Linked DNA regions of Mus musculus: region 1 is linked to region 2. A link is a contact called in public HiChIP or PLAC-seq data. All regions are on one chromosome and are shown on one strand. Each heading gives the region's core, a stretch centred on a gene start, on an enhancer-like site or on the middle of the called end of the contact. The rest is flanking DNA. Distances are from core to core; before and after follow the strand shown. Region 1 overlaps Kif1b (kinesin family member 1B). Region 2 has its middle 34 kb from the start of Gm32897.

Region 1 (6,705 bases), core at 3,123-5,622, 570 kb after region 2:
TCACATTACACATAATCATGTGACCAGAGGACATGATTCTAGAAAGAACATCTCCCTACAAATAAATGGTAATCTAATCAAAGTCTAACAAAAGAGTACAACATATCAGCCAGCATTTGAAGGTGTAATTACTCCAACCCATAGTATTTTGTGTTTAGCAACTGTTTTATCCTCCTAAGCACTCAATGAGGCAAATGTTTTCTCATCCCATTTTTTAAAAAACCATCACAGAAAATTCAATATTCTTTAGGCCACAGAAATAGCTAGCGGCAGATTTAGAATTTGACTCTGCAGAGCTGTCACAATTAGCTTTGCACATATCAAGATTACCAAGTTGAAACAGTAGGGCATTTTATATATTTGTATATGTATATGGCTATATGCATATTGCTACCCCCTAAATTAAACCATAGGTGTTGTTTAAAACTCTCTTTATTCGCCTAAAGTTTCTCTGTTTTAACAATAAGACAACAAACTACCAAGAAAACAAAAATTAAGAGTCCAAGCTAAAAAAACAGCAAGCATGATGAGATGGAGGCATGGCCCTCGAGTCAGCCTTTACCACTCGAAAGACGGTTAATAAACACCTCTGACAACTAGACATTGGCTGTTTCACACACTTAAGCCGTATTTGTTCAGTTACAGTTCTATCAGAACATGAAGAACCAATTCTTAGTGCCTACACCTTGACTTGTCATTTCCCTGAGGGAAAACAACAAAAACAATCTATATCAGAATACAGCAAGTTCACACAAAATCCGTTTCTTCCTCCTTAACAAGCTTTCTGTCCATCTTTGAAGCTTCTTAGAGTAATACAACCAAGCTGGGTTTCTTGTTTGTTTGTCTGCACAGTGCAGGCAAGAATAAAATAGTACAAAAGTCAACATCATTGCAAGAGTTATCAGAAAATACAGAAGACATGGTAATTCCTACTTCTTTTTACAAATAATGTAACTTTATGTGTCTGGGTGTTTTGCTTGCATGTGTGACGATGCACTTTGCATATGCCTCATGCCTAAAAGGCTGGAAGGGCATCAGATCCCCTGGAACCACAGTTACAGATGCCTGTTCACCACAGAATGGGGGCTGGGAATTGAGTGCCGGTCCTGTGGAAAAGCAGCCAGTGCTCTTAACCATTGGGCAGCGTCTCTGGCCCCTATGTTCTACTTCTTAAGTTCTGTATCTATCTATACAATTTATAAAAAATGTTTAAACTTGTATGGGAGTTTTGCCTGTATTTATGTTTATGCACCATTTACATGCCTGGTGGCCGAGGGCAAAAGATGAGTGTTAGGTGCCTTAGAGCTGAAGTTACAGATGGGGTGAACCGCCCTCTGGGTACTGGAAATCAAACCCAGGTCCTCTGGAAGTCCTCTTAACCACTGAGCCACCATATTTTTTTTTGGATTGTCTTTCAGGTGTGTGTGCGCGCGCGCGTGTCTGTCTGTCTGTCTGTCTATAGGGGTATGTGGAATGTGAGTTCGGGGACCTGAGTCCAGTAAAGGGTGTCTGATCCCTTGCAAGTGGAGTTACAAGCAGGCAGCTGTGAGGCACCCAGTGTAGATACTAAGAACCAAACTCAAACCTTCTGCTAGAGCAGTGCATACTCAAAACCAACGAGCCTGCCTTCCCACCCTTCTTTTTAGATTTAGTTTATTTTTTTTTATATTTTATTCTTTGTATTTATATGTGTATTATCTTGAATATTAAAACATTTCCTAATTAAAAGCATGTAATATGCACATATGTATGTACTACACACTTGGGGAACTGTAGGGCCAAGCTCTCATAGCCCAGGCTGACCTAAAAGTTGTGTTCCTTCTGCCTCCCCCTCCTGCACACTTGCAGTCACCACCAAGTTAAGTCTTATTCGCAGGCTGCTCTCTAAGTCCTCCTTTAGACATCTGAACAGCAGCTACAACTCCCGAGGTCTCAATGTATCTTTCTTCCCGAATCAATGACCCTTCATCCAGAAATTCTTCACTTTGCCTTGTGTTCAAACTCCTAATTCTCATGCCACTGTCAACACTGTCTACCTTAAGAAGGCCAGAAAAGAGCAGGATGGTGTCATTATCTACACTATAGATGAACATCGTTAAAGCAGTCATCACACGTGTCTCAAAGGCCTGACTGTAGTTTAGTAATGAGCCAGAGTTAATCCTGCTCTCCTTGCAATCACTTCCAGTAAAGATTACCTTCAGAAGGGGCTGGAGAGATGGCTCAGCAGTTAGGTGCTTACCACTCTTGCAAAGGACCACAACCACCTCTAATTCCCATTCCCCAGAGTCTGACAACTGCTGGATTCTCTGGGCTCCTACACAAATAAACTTACACAGGTACACACACATACACATAAATTAAAAAAAAAAAAATATATATATATATATATATATTCTTTTAAAAGCTAAAACTTAGAGGACTGACAAGATGGCTCAGTAGGGAAAGATGCTTGCCATCAAGAGACAACCTGGGGTTGTGGGGGAAGGGTGCTGAAGAGATGGCTCAGTGGTTAAGAGCAATTCCAAAGGTCTTTAGTGCAATTCCCAGCAACCACAGGGTGGCTCACAACCATCTGTAATAGAATCTGATGCCCCCTTCTGGTGTGTCTGAATAAGTAAATCAAACAAAACAAACAAACAAAACCCCTTGGTTTGGTCCCTGTGTCCTCCACGATGGAAGAAGAGAGCTGACTCCCTTACTCCCTGACCTCCATGAAACACCATGGTGTGTGTGTGTGTGTGCAATGTTTACACTCACACAAAAACTAAGTAATGTAAAAGTCTTAGCCTTCCAAAGTCTGCTAAATACTTTACTCCTCCCCACAACTGTGGGGAGCATAAATATACAAAATGTTTTCATTACGGAACCCTAGAAAACAAGGCTGTTAAAAGAAGATTTGTATTTAAAGCCCTTTTTATTCTGCAGAATAAATTTGTTTATCTAATATCTCAAAGTCACTAATGCAGTAATTACACTGCTGTCGACAAACTACCAAGGCTCTGCCTGCAGCTATAATCAACATATCAGCGTGGGAGCTCTGCAACTTTATATTAACTTCTCTCAAAAGCAGGATGTCTGGGTTTGTTAAAATCCTCGTGACGGACTAGGCATGGTGGCTCGTGCCTGTAATCATCCCACTCACGAGGCTGAGGCAGGAGGATGATTATTTGTGGACTTCTAAGGCTGCACAGTATGACTCTGCCTCAAAAACACAAAGCAAAAAGCCCAGTGATACCAGAGTAGCCTTCATCTGCTGAAAGAATCCTACGTCAAAAATTAAGGGAAAAGGGCACAAAATAAAATATTATATCCACCATTTATATTTCAAAACCATGAAATCAAAACCTACAGCCATAACCTTTTAGAGTCTTCTGCCAATACAGTAAAAGGGCAGAAAACATAAAGTAGATTTGAATAAAATACTTATAACCAAAAAGTGCTTTAACCATTTAAATATAACAAACTACATCCCTAATGTGATTTAAAAAAAACAAACCCAAACAGGTGTGTGTGTGTGTGTGTGTGTGTGTGTGTGTATATGTATATATATATATATATGAATGAATGAGTGGTGGCAACATCTCAACCCCAGCATTCTAAAGGAAGAGTTCAAGGTGAGCTTTGTTTACCTAGTGAGTTCTAGAACAGCAGGACAGCCAGGGCTATATAAAAAGACTCTATCAAAGGGGGGATATGAAAAGAAAAGAAAACAAGCCACAACTCTCCAATGTCACCATATGGTCATTCTTTAAAACAACAAAACATGAGACTAGACAGGCATGGTGGTGCACACCTTTAATACCAGCCCTCGGGAGGCAGAAGCAGGCCGATTTCTGAATTCGAGGCCAGCCTGGTCTACAGAGTGAGTTCCAGGACAGCCAGGGCTACACAGAGAAACCCTGTCTTGAAAAACAAACAAACAAACACACAAACCAACCAACCCCATGCGACTAGAGAGACTGCTTTTCCAAAGGACTCTGGTTCATTGCAGTCGCCCACAGGGCAGCTCACAACCTCCTGTGAATCCAGTTCTGGGAGATCTGACCTCTCTTCTGGCCTCCACAGGCATCAGGAGACCAGACATGCAGGCAAACAAATAAAACAGGACAAAATTTAGAACACACTTGCTTTATACAATTTTTTTTTAATTCTAAAAGCTAGATATGGTGGCTCAGGGGATCAAGGTAGGAAGATAAAAAGGTGAAGCCAGACTCAACGACACAGTGAGATCTTACACTCCCCCACCAAAACAAACAGCTGATCTTCCTAAGCAAATATTGAACAATTTTAGGAGATAAAGCTGGGGCCAGGGAGATGGCTGAGAGGTGAAAGTGCTAGCCACATACAGAGTTACTCACCAGAATCAACATAAAAAGGTGTAGTGTGGGTCAGCAGACAGCTCAGCAGTAAGGAACACTTGCTGCTCAATTCTAAGGCCTAGAGTTCAGATCCCAGCACCCACGTCGGGCAGTTCAATAACACTTGTAACTCTTACCCCAGGGATCTGACACCCCGTGGCCTCAACAGGCACCACAAACATAAGCATGTGCACACACATAAACAAACCACAAAGGCCAAGGAGCCTGGCAAACAAGATGACAGCAGAGTCAAGAGAACAAAGCAGAAGGCGGAGAACCAACCCCAGAATCATTGCCTTACTGCATTCTCTGCTCTGCCAAAACAAAGGGCTTCTGAGAAACCCCCAACCTTTCCCGTCTCCTCCCTCCCTTATAAAGATGCCCCTCCCCGGTGCTTTCCAATGGGCATCATACTACTTCAATTACTTTTATCTCTAAAATAAACCAAAAACTCTAAAAGGTTCTGCTTGCTGAATATTTCCTGCTTATACCCACATCATACACATTACTGAACAATACATCTGTGAACAACAGTATTTAGCCTACTGTAACGCACAATCCTTGACAGAGCAACCACTGAAGGCCTGCCCTCCCTAACAAACAGAAGCAGCAGACCAGCTTGCTAGCTCACCCTCCATTTCAGATCTCACTGGGTTACCAAACGCAATCACAGCACCTTGCTACTGGCATGAATATTTAAAAATTAACTTTAAAATGGACAGCAGAAAACCAAGGTCAGGTTTCCTAGCAGATCTTATTGTTGGGAGGGCATAGGGACACACACTTTTAATCCCAGCACTCCGAAGGCAGAGGCAGGCAGGTTAAGTCTCAGCCCACCCTACTTTACATAGGTTTTCCAGGAGAGCCAAGGCAAAAAGAGATTTCCCATGGAGGCCAGAAGAGGGTGAGGGATCTCCCTAGATCCAGAGTATTGGATGGTTATGAGTCACCCACCGCAGTGAATGATAGGAAATGAACCCAGTCCTCTGCAAGAGCAACAAGTGCCCTTAACTGCTGAGCTACCTCTCCAGCCCCCAGCTGTCTCTTGCATAGCTGTTTTGGTATGAAAACAATGTAAGCAGTTTAAAAGCTTATATATAATAAAATCAGTTTTCGGGCCAGTAAGAAGCACAGGCATTTACCACCAAGCCTGATGACCCATTCTTGATTCCCAGAACGCACATGGAGAAAGAAGAGAATCAACTTCCAAAAGTTGTGCTCTGATCTCCACATGTGCACTGTGGCACAAATACTGCCCTCCCCAACACACACAATAAATAATTAATGCAATTTAAATTTTTTAATGCAGTTCTTAGGCCAGCAAGAAAGCTCAGCAGATATGAGCACCTCCTGTGTAAGCCTGACTACCTGAGCTGGATCTCCAGGACCATGAGCCACAAGAAGATAAAGCTGACACTCCATGGTCGTTCTCCACATGTGCACCATGGCACAGCAGACATGTGCCCCCAGCCACCACCACCACACACACACACACACACACACACACACACACACACACACACACACACAGTCTCTGTCTCTCTTTGTCTCTGTCTTTTTGTCCCTCTCGCGCGCGTGTGCGCACACACAGGGTAAAATATATTTGAATAAGTGGATGGATGAAAAGCAGTTCCAAATATACACAGAAAAAGTCTCATCTAACTTATACACAATTATTTCTGACTTTAAACTTAACATTCCTAGCTAGCACAATGGCTCGACCAGTAAGTAGGCTTCCTGCTGAGCCTTATGAGTTCAACCCCTGGAATCCACAAAGTAAAAAGAGAAATGACCCACAAGGTGTCTCTGACCGCCACACAAGTGCACAAACGCACAGACATACACACAAAAAATAAAATAAATGCAAAAAAAAACCCCCCAAAAACCAAACCTCTGACTAAAAATAACTTTGGTACTAAGAATAACCACAACATTTTTTTTTTGTTTTTTCGACAGGATTTCTCTGTGTAGCCCTGGCTGTCCTGGAACTCACTTTGTAGACCAGGCTGGTCTCGAACTCAGAAATCCACCTGCCTCTGCCTCCCCGAGTGCTGGGATTAAAGGCGTGCGCCACCACGCCCGACTCAAAATTATTTTTCAAATATCCTTCTACAAGTATATATCATTGTATTTGATCCTTATAAATGGTCCTGGGTTAGATGGTTGGAAAGCAACAGCTTTGCCCCACTTACTGATTCTGGAAACTGAAGCCTCTGTCTCACATGGTATGCAGTGGCTATATCGGTGAGCTACCTCAACCTCAGGATTCCCATTTAACAAAGGAGAACCCTGAGACTCAAAAGTCTGAAATAAACAGTGACAACTGAAACACTGATCATAAGCACAA
Region 2 (6,932 bases), core at 4,040-6,539:
CAGACCCAGTGTGTTTTGCTCCTGGCTCTGGGCTTCACCTGGAAAGGTATGGTGGAGGGCCGAGGGGTTGGACCTGAGCCTCTAACTTACCCAGAATGTGGCTTAGCTCTTCGTAGCCTAGGAGGCAAATGGGCATCTATCTGCTCATCTGGACCATGGACAGGGAGTACAGCCTGGTTGTGGAGCAGAAGGGTCCTTCGAGTGGACCTGGGTCTGGACTCTGGCCTTGTTGCTGAGGGAAACCCATATGTCAGAATGACACTGAGGACTGCCGGGGCCACCTGGGGACAAACCGGGTGGGCAGCTGTAAGGAATAGACATCTGGTTTTCTGGGAGAGACTTGTCAAGTTGACCAAACAATGCCAGGATAAGAACTCCCTCTGGGAAGTTGAGGCCACACCAGGAGTGGCCCTGTAATGTTTGATGGGGCCAGAGAGGCTATCTCTCCACAGAAACACACCAAGCCCAACTGAGGCTGTAGGTACACTGTGGCTCCCGGTCAGCTCACTGCTCATCCCTGAGTCCCACATCCCCACCTGTGAGCATATGACAAAGCCAGCACCCATCACTTCAGTGTCCCTTTGCATGGCCCCTGACACCGGGAACAGCTGTTATCAGGATGGCCAGGCTCCAGTCTACACCTGGGATTTTTTCCCCCCTCTCAGTCTGTTCTGTCCCTGTCCCTTCTGTGAGTGCTACGGAAGCTGACTCTGACTGTGCCACAGCCAGGCTCTTTCCCCCATCTGGCTCAGCAAAAGACATACCCATAGGGCAGAGCCAGCAAGGGCCCAGACACAGGACCCTGGTAAGCAGGAGTTCAGAAGTGGCACCATCAGGCCACAGTCTTTCCTTTGGAGACCACGCCCTCTCTCACTCATTCATTAGCATTCATTTATCCATTTGCTCCTTCTGAAAACACCCATGCTGTGTGCACAGCCAGCCAACCAATTACTATACCCAGTCGCCTACTCCCCTGGCAGGGTCATAGGTGAGAGGGAGGGACCTCCTCCCACCACATCATCCAAAGCTAAAGCCTCAGGCCTGTGGAATGAGGAGGAGGAAGAGGAGGAAGAGGAGGAGGAAGAAGAAGAGGAGGAGGAGGAGGAGGTTGCCAGGGAGCCTGGGCAGGGTTTAAGCAGACCTAGGTCCCTAAGGACCAGGATTACAGGAAGGGCTGCAGCCAATAAGGGCTCCCTCTACCTCTCCAGGAATCTCCCAGACCTTCCCCTCAGGAGCTGTGCCCCTCCTGACTTCTGGGCCCTATCTAATGACTTCTAGCCAAAATATTGGCTTCTCTCTTCTCTTAGACCTTTGTTTTCTTGTCTGTGAAGTGGGCAGACTCTCTCCCAACACTGAGTTTCCTCTCTCAGTGGTCCTCAACTGACCTAATGCTGCTACCCTTTAATACAGTTCCTCTGGCTGTGATGACCCCAACCATAAAATTAGTTTCATTACCACTTCATAACTGTAATTTTGCTACTGTTATGAATTATAATGTAAATATCTGATATCGGGGTATCTGATACGTGATCCCTGTGAAAAGGTTGTTGCACCCCCAAAGGGGTCGAGACCCACAAGCTGAGAACCGAGGAGTCGGCCTGTTGGGCGGACCCCAGGGGCAGGGACTGTGAGGTCTTAGTAAGAAGGAAATTGTAGGGGGCGTGTCCTTTGCTCATAGCTCATGCGGTGTGGCCCTGAGAGCCTCTGAGGAGACAAGTTTTAGGTTACAGAGGACACCAGCCACGCCCTGGTCCCCAGGCCCTATCTTGTCACCGTGTATCCCGGGCCAGTTTTTTTTTTTCTAGAAATCAAGCGGCATTCATCATAGTGACAGCGGGGGAGGGGGGGTTGGGGGCGGGGAGGAGAGCGCTAATGCAATCTCTGTTAGAGCCATGAATTGCAAATGCACACAGCCAGGAGGTGGCTCCATTGGAGCCTTCTGGGAGGGCCCAGCCTGTGCCATTCATGGAGACTCCGCAAGGACTTAGTGCAAGACTTCCTCAAATGTCATCCTTGCCCAGGCCCCAGCAGCCGCCTCCTTTTGGGTCCTTGGGGGTAGGCTAGGGCTTCAGGGCGGGCAGAAGTATGGCTGGTTGCTAGTGATTCAATCTACCTTTGTGTCTCAGAGATTCACAAGGGAAAAATAAGACACAGGAGCAATAGGGAGAAGCGGGTTGGACCAGTAGGGTGGGGCAGGAAGGTTCCTGGCCCCAACTTGGACACCTCACCTGCTTGGCTATCAGGAGGGCCTTACCCAGGAATCAGGGGCATAAATATGACCAGAAGGTGCCAGGGGCCTGGACTGGGTCTCTCACTGCACATAGCCAGGACATAGGCCCCACCTGCCACACCTCACTCCCCTGGGGCCATCTACAGGGCCCATATTCTCCTGGCTCCTAGCTCGGCGCCATCCCAGAGCTGCTGCCACTTCTGCACATATGTGTGCCCCACAGTTCCGTCCCTGTACCCCCCCCCCCACAGCTCTCCGCTCCCACACGTGCGCCCAGGCCTCGTGTGGATGCGCCCAGCCTGCTGCCAGCCCGGCATTGAGTCAGGGCGTGTCTGTCTGCCGCTGGCACCCAGTGTAGACGGGTAGGTTTGTTTTCCCTGTTATGTTTTGGGTTCAGGGGGAGAAAAAAATCTCCAAATGAGCTTCTTCTCCTCGGGCGCTTTTCCCTTCATTTTTTTTCTGCCCAGGTGTCTCTGGAGGGAACCTCATTGTCTGTTTCAAATTCATTTGCACTTAACTCATCTGAAAAGTTTTGCAAGAGCTGTTTGATGTCCAAGGAGCCTCGGAGCACCCCTCCCCCCTCCCCCCTCCCCACCCTTGTAATGAGCCCTTTAATTCACAGAGACCTAGAGCAGTCTTTGGACCAGAGTCAGAAGCCCGATGCCCCCTTCCCTTCCTAGTGTGGGAGAAAAGCACTCAGCGGGAAAAGGCTTGGGGATTGGCCTGGCCTGGAGTTGGAGAGCCTTTGTCCAGCTTGCCCCGTGCCCTGGGACACACCATGTCACAGGGCATCTCTCACTCAGTGCTCCCTATTGGACGGCTCCAGCCCCGCTGGATGCAAGGCCCAGCTGTTGGTGCACTAAGCCTCCTCCACTAATTAATGGGTGCCTGTGAGGGCTGACCCAATTCGCCCCCAAATTAATCTCAATTACAACGATTTGGTAAGAGCCAAGCTAGCCAGCCTGATGGAGCCGTGATTTCATCACCCGAGAACAAGGAGCCAGGACAGCTCAATCCTGATGTTATCAGCGGGGGTGGAGTGTGTGTGTGGGGGTGCTGGGTGGGGCTGTGGCCCCAGGCACCCGCAGCACTTATCAGCACCATCAAATTAGTTCACACCAGCTAATATTCACATTGCCAACCTGGCCCACCATCCCCATGCCCCCTTCCCAGTGACCAGGGATGGGGGGGGGGAGGGATAATCTTCAGCATGCAAAGTCCTGCCAAGGTCCCACCAGCTCATGGTAGAGAGGAGACCGTGAGTTACCTGTGGACAGTTGCCTGTGGAGGAGGATATGATTAGCTTGGAGACTCCTACTATCACAGAGCATGGGATCTAGAAAACCTTGTCCAGTCTGTCTGCTGCCCCTGGGCACAGAGAGATGAGGCCATGCTGGAAGCAGATTGGCTGCCGACAGCTACGCAATGGCAGCGCCACGCCAAGGGAGGTTTCTAAAGGCCTCTCCTATCTGGTAGCACCGGTCACTCCCTGCACTATCCCCTTGGGGCAGGGCAGGGATCAGTGACTCCATTTTACAGAAGGGGAAGTAGAGGCCCAGGGAGGAGACACAGCGGAGTGGGTGATACCACGAGCAAGCCTTGCTCCAGCAGGGACTCCTAGCCTAATGCTCTTGCTGTGGGAGCACGGTCGGCAGACCATACCTTCGCTGGCCAACCACTCGCTCCACGCTGCCTCCTCTCTGTGACCTTTGTTTCCTCATTGGTAAGCGAAAGTGAAAATAGTATAACACTAAAACCTGCTGCCAGGCCACCCTTGCAGGCCTTACCCACTCGAGCCTTGTGCGAATGTGAACACTGACAGTGATGGATGGAGAGGATTGTATCTGAGAGCTTCCAGCTGCTCCTCAATTCCCCAACCACAGGAGTTTTTTCCAGGTAACAGGGGAGTCTGTGGTCCCCTCCTTGGAGCACATGCTAGCTCTCTGATGGCAGAATCCAGGCAGCCAAGGCCAACAGAGGGAGGAAATCTAAGGGGCAGTTCCCTGGCACCTCACCACAGGCGCAGACCCTGTGTCATATTACTCCTGGAGACACTTAACACAACTGAGGCTGCTTACAAGCCCCCCTCCTCCTTCAGCGCCCCACTTACCCCCGCATCTTCAGCCAGCCCCTCATACTGTCTAGTTTTCCCTACTGTACCTTTTCTCTCTGAGCCTGGCTTGGCCACCGGAAGAGGGGCCTAGGGCTTGCCTGGAGGCCCTTTGGGCCCTCCCTAACTGGTGCCCAGCAGTGTCTACCCACCCGACCCACATGTGCTTGCCACCCTAAAAGGGAACACGAGCCCCACAAGTCTCCTGTTCACCCCCCCCACTTCCCGCAATGCCAGTGGCAGGATGATTGATTTTGCGGGAAGCACAGTTCTGAGGGTGGGGGTGGGGAGCCAGGGCGCCAGGGGAACCTCACTCCATTTGCTTGTGGCTGTGAGTCAAAGCTGGGTCCCACCGGGCACCCTGTGAGGTGTTCCCCGCCACTCAGTTTTGCTGGGGGTGGGGGTTGGTATGTGGGGTCTCTGACAGGGAGTCCAGAGTCACAGGGTGCCTGGCAGCATGGAGGGGCCTCTGTGGTACTGGCCTCCCTCGAGATCCTCAAGGTGTGTGGTAAAGGGGATTGTCCCAGCCCTCTCTAGTTTGGCATAAATTTGTCAGGATGGAGTCACGGGAAGATGAGCAGCCACCAGTCTGGCTGGGTCCCCTACTCTTTGTCTATGTTTAGGGGTCTTCAGAACTAACTGGGGACCGATATGGGAACAAAGAGCTATGTAACAGCCACTGGTATGTGTGTTACACACGCGTGCGCGCGCACACACACACACACGCACATTCACACTTGAGTGGGAATCTACCTACAGTTAGGTCCTCACATATAAGTGAATGTATAAAGGATCACGTGTGGCATAAATGAGTCACATATGGGTGAAAGCCAGGAGACACACAACAACACACACGACAGCCAATCCGAGGGCTCCCACACACCAGTAGCTTCAACAGGGACAGGAAGTGGGATTGTCTCCTGGTCCCTCTGGAGCTGGGACAGACCGAAACCCAGGGCAGGGCGTGACTCAGGGCCCTGTGAGTCAATAGGCTGCCTAGCCTGGCTTGGGGAGCTTCCTGGATGCAGGCCTCCAGGAAAACAAGCAGGATGCCTTCCGCCTGTCACACCTGTCCCTGAGCCTTGGGGCTTAGCATAGATGGAGGTGAGGAACTGCCATTCTCTCTAGCAATGCATAGAAGGTGATGTCTTCATCTGGGAAGAGGGCTGGGGAGCTTCACTGACCAGGGACCTGCGGGATATCTTCAGAAGGGAAGAGAGGAAAGAGGAGGGGCAGAGGAGGAGGAGGAGGAGGAGGAGGAAGGCGGAGGGGTGAAGAGGGAGAGAGAATCAGAAGAAGAGGAGAGGAGGAAGAGAAATTTACAGGAGACATTGAAAGGATGATGGGAAGAAGGTGGTTTCTGGGAGTAAAGGGCAGCCAGGGTTAGGGGCTCAGGGGGACGGAGGTCAGGCGATAGTTTTCTAAGGATGATCTTGCAGGCCTTGTCTGAGATCTAAGGAAGTCCCTACAGCCAGCCTTGCAGCAGGGCAGCAGGGAAGACCAATCACCTCGCACAGAAGCATCTAAGATCAACCTGAGACCATGGCCAGATGGGGGCAGCACCCTACAGCCCTACCTGATGTGTAGTCTCCACTGGGGTTCAAGAGGGTGAGGAAGTCTTGGCCATTTAGGAGTAGGTAGACCAGTACTGGGGGGGGGGGCACTTCATAGGGAGAGCATGTCAGATGAACAGAGGGGACCCCCAAAGACAAGGCAGGTCCAGGCTCCCAAGCCTGTTTGTAGAAGTCTTAAGTGACCATAGTAACCCTTCCTGGGTGATGGCATACCTAGGTATCCCCAGTGCTACATAACACCAGACTTTTCCTTGAATGAGCAGTAAGGGGCCTGCTTGCTTGGGAATATTGTGGGTGCCACAGTAAAGTCTTGGAGCAGAGTGTTCTCCCTCTCCCTCCCCTCTCCCCCTTGTTTCTCACCCCGTATACCATAGGTGTAGTTAGTTTATTATGACTGAGATATGGGTACATACTAAAAGACTTAGGGTGGCAGTGGTGTGGGCAGCTCCCTATGGCTCCATTTCAATAGCGATTTAAACATTTTTATTATATTTTTAAAAAGTATTTTGTGTGTGTCTGCCTGTTTGCTATCGAACTCATCTAGTTGTTTGAAATTCTGGCTTCATCACAGATGGCCATGCAGTGGAGGGAACATTCGGAAAGCACCGACTTATCCTTAACAAGCAACAATAAAAAGCCACTACCCCGTCATGGACTGGAGAGATGGCTCAATGGGTAACTCGTGCACGATTGAGGATCTGAACTCAAGTCCTCAGAAGCCATGAAAAGCCGGATTCAAAAGCATTCACATCTGTAATTCCAGAGGCTGTATGGGGAGACAGGAGGCACAGACAGGACAGTCCCTGGAAGCCAGTGGGTCAGCTTGCCTGGTGTACGCAGGCCAAACAAGAGACGGCTGTCTTAAAACAGGAGCAGCCCTGATGTTGCCCTCTGACCTCCACACACATGTGCATGCATTAAAAATATGTATTTTATTTAGAAATAAAAGTATGCGTACTTGTGTGTGTCTGTGTGTAGGTATTTGCGTGTGAGTGCAGGCACCTACAGAGACCAGAAG

What was found. HiChIP or PLAC-seq counts read pairs in DNA pulled down with a chosen protein or histone mark.
Region 1: a FOXA1 HiChIP or PLAC-seq map of pancreatic cancer cells shows a contact between it and region 2. The contact joins two enhancer-like sites. A contact is called at or near these places in 2 of 115 datasets of contacts at active chromatin or transcription factors (embryonic stem cells and pancreatic cancer cells) and 1 of 9 other capture datasets (embryonic stem cells).

The regions. Positions count from the first base shown.
Region 1 is chr4:149,277,884-149,284,588 of GRCm38.p6, forward strand. The region is part of intron 2 of Kif1b (kinesin family member 1B); the gene reads right to left. Among named protein-coding and RNA genes, the nearest start is that of Kif1b, 26 kb to the right of the region's middle. Within about 2 kb of position 4,373, at least 56 of the 459 cell types and tissues checked have an H3K27ac peak or open chromatin away from gene starts, as enhancers often do. A contact at or near this core is called in pancreatic cancer cells, where this site is marked.
Region 2 is chr4:148,709,707-148,716,638 of GRCm38.p6, forward strand. No RefSeq gene overlaps it. Among named protein-coding and RNA genes, the nearest start is that of Gm32897, 34 kb to the right of the region's middle. Within about 2 kb of position 5,290, at least 60 of the 459 cell types and tissues checked have an H3K27ac peak or open chromatin away from gene starts, as enhancers often do. A contact at or near this core is called in pancreatic cancer cells, where this site is marked.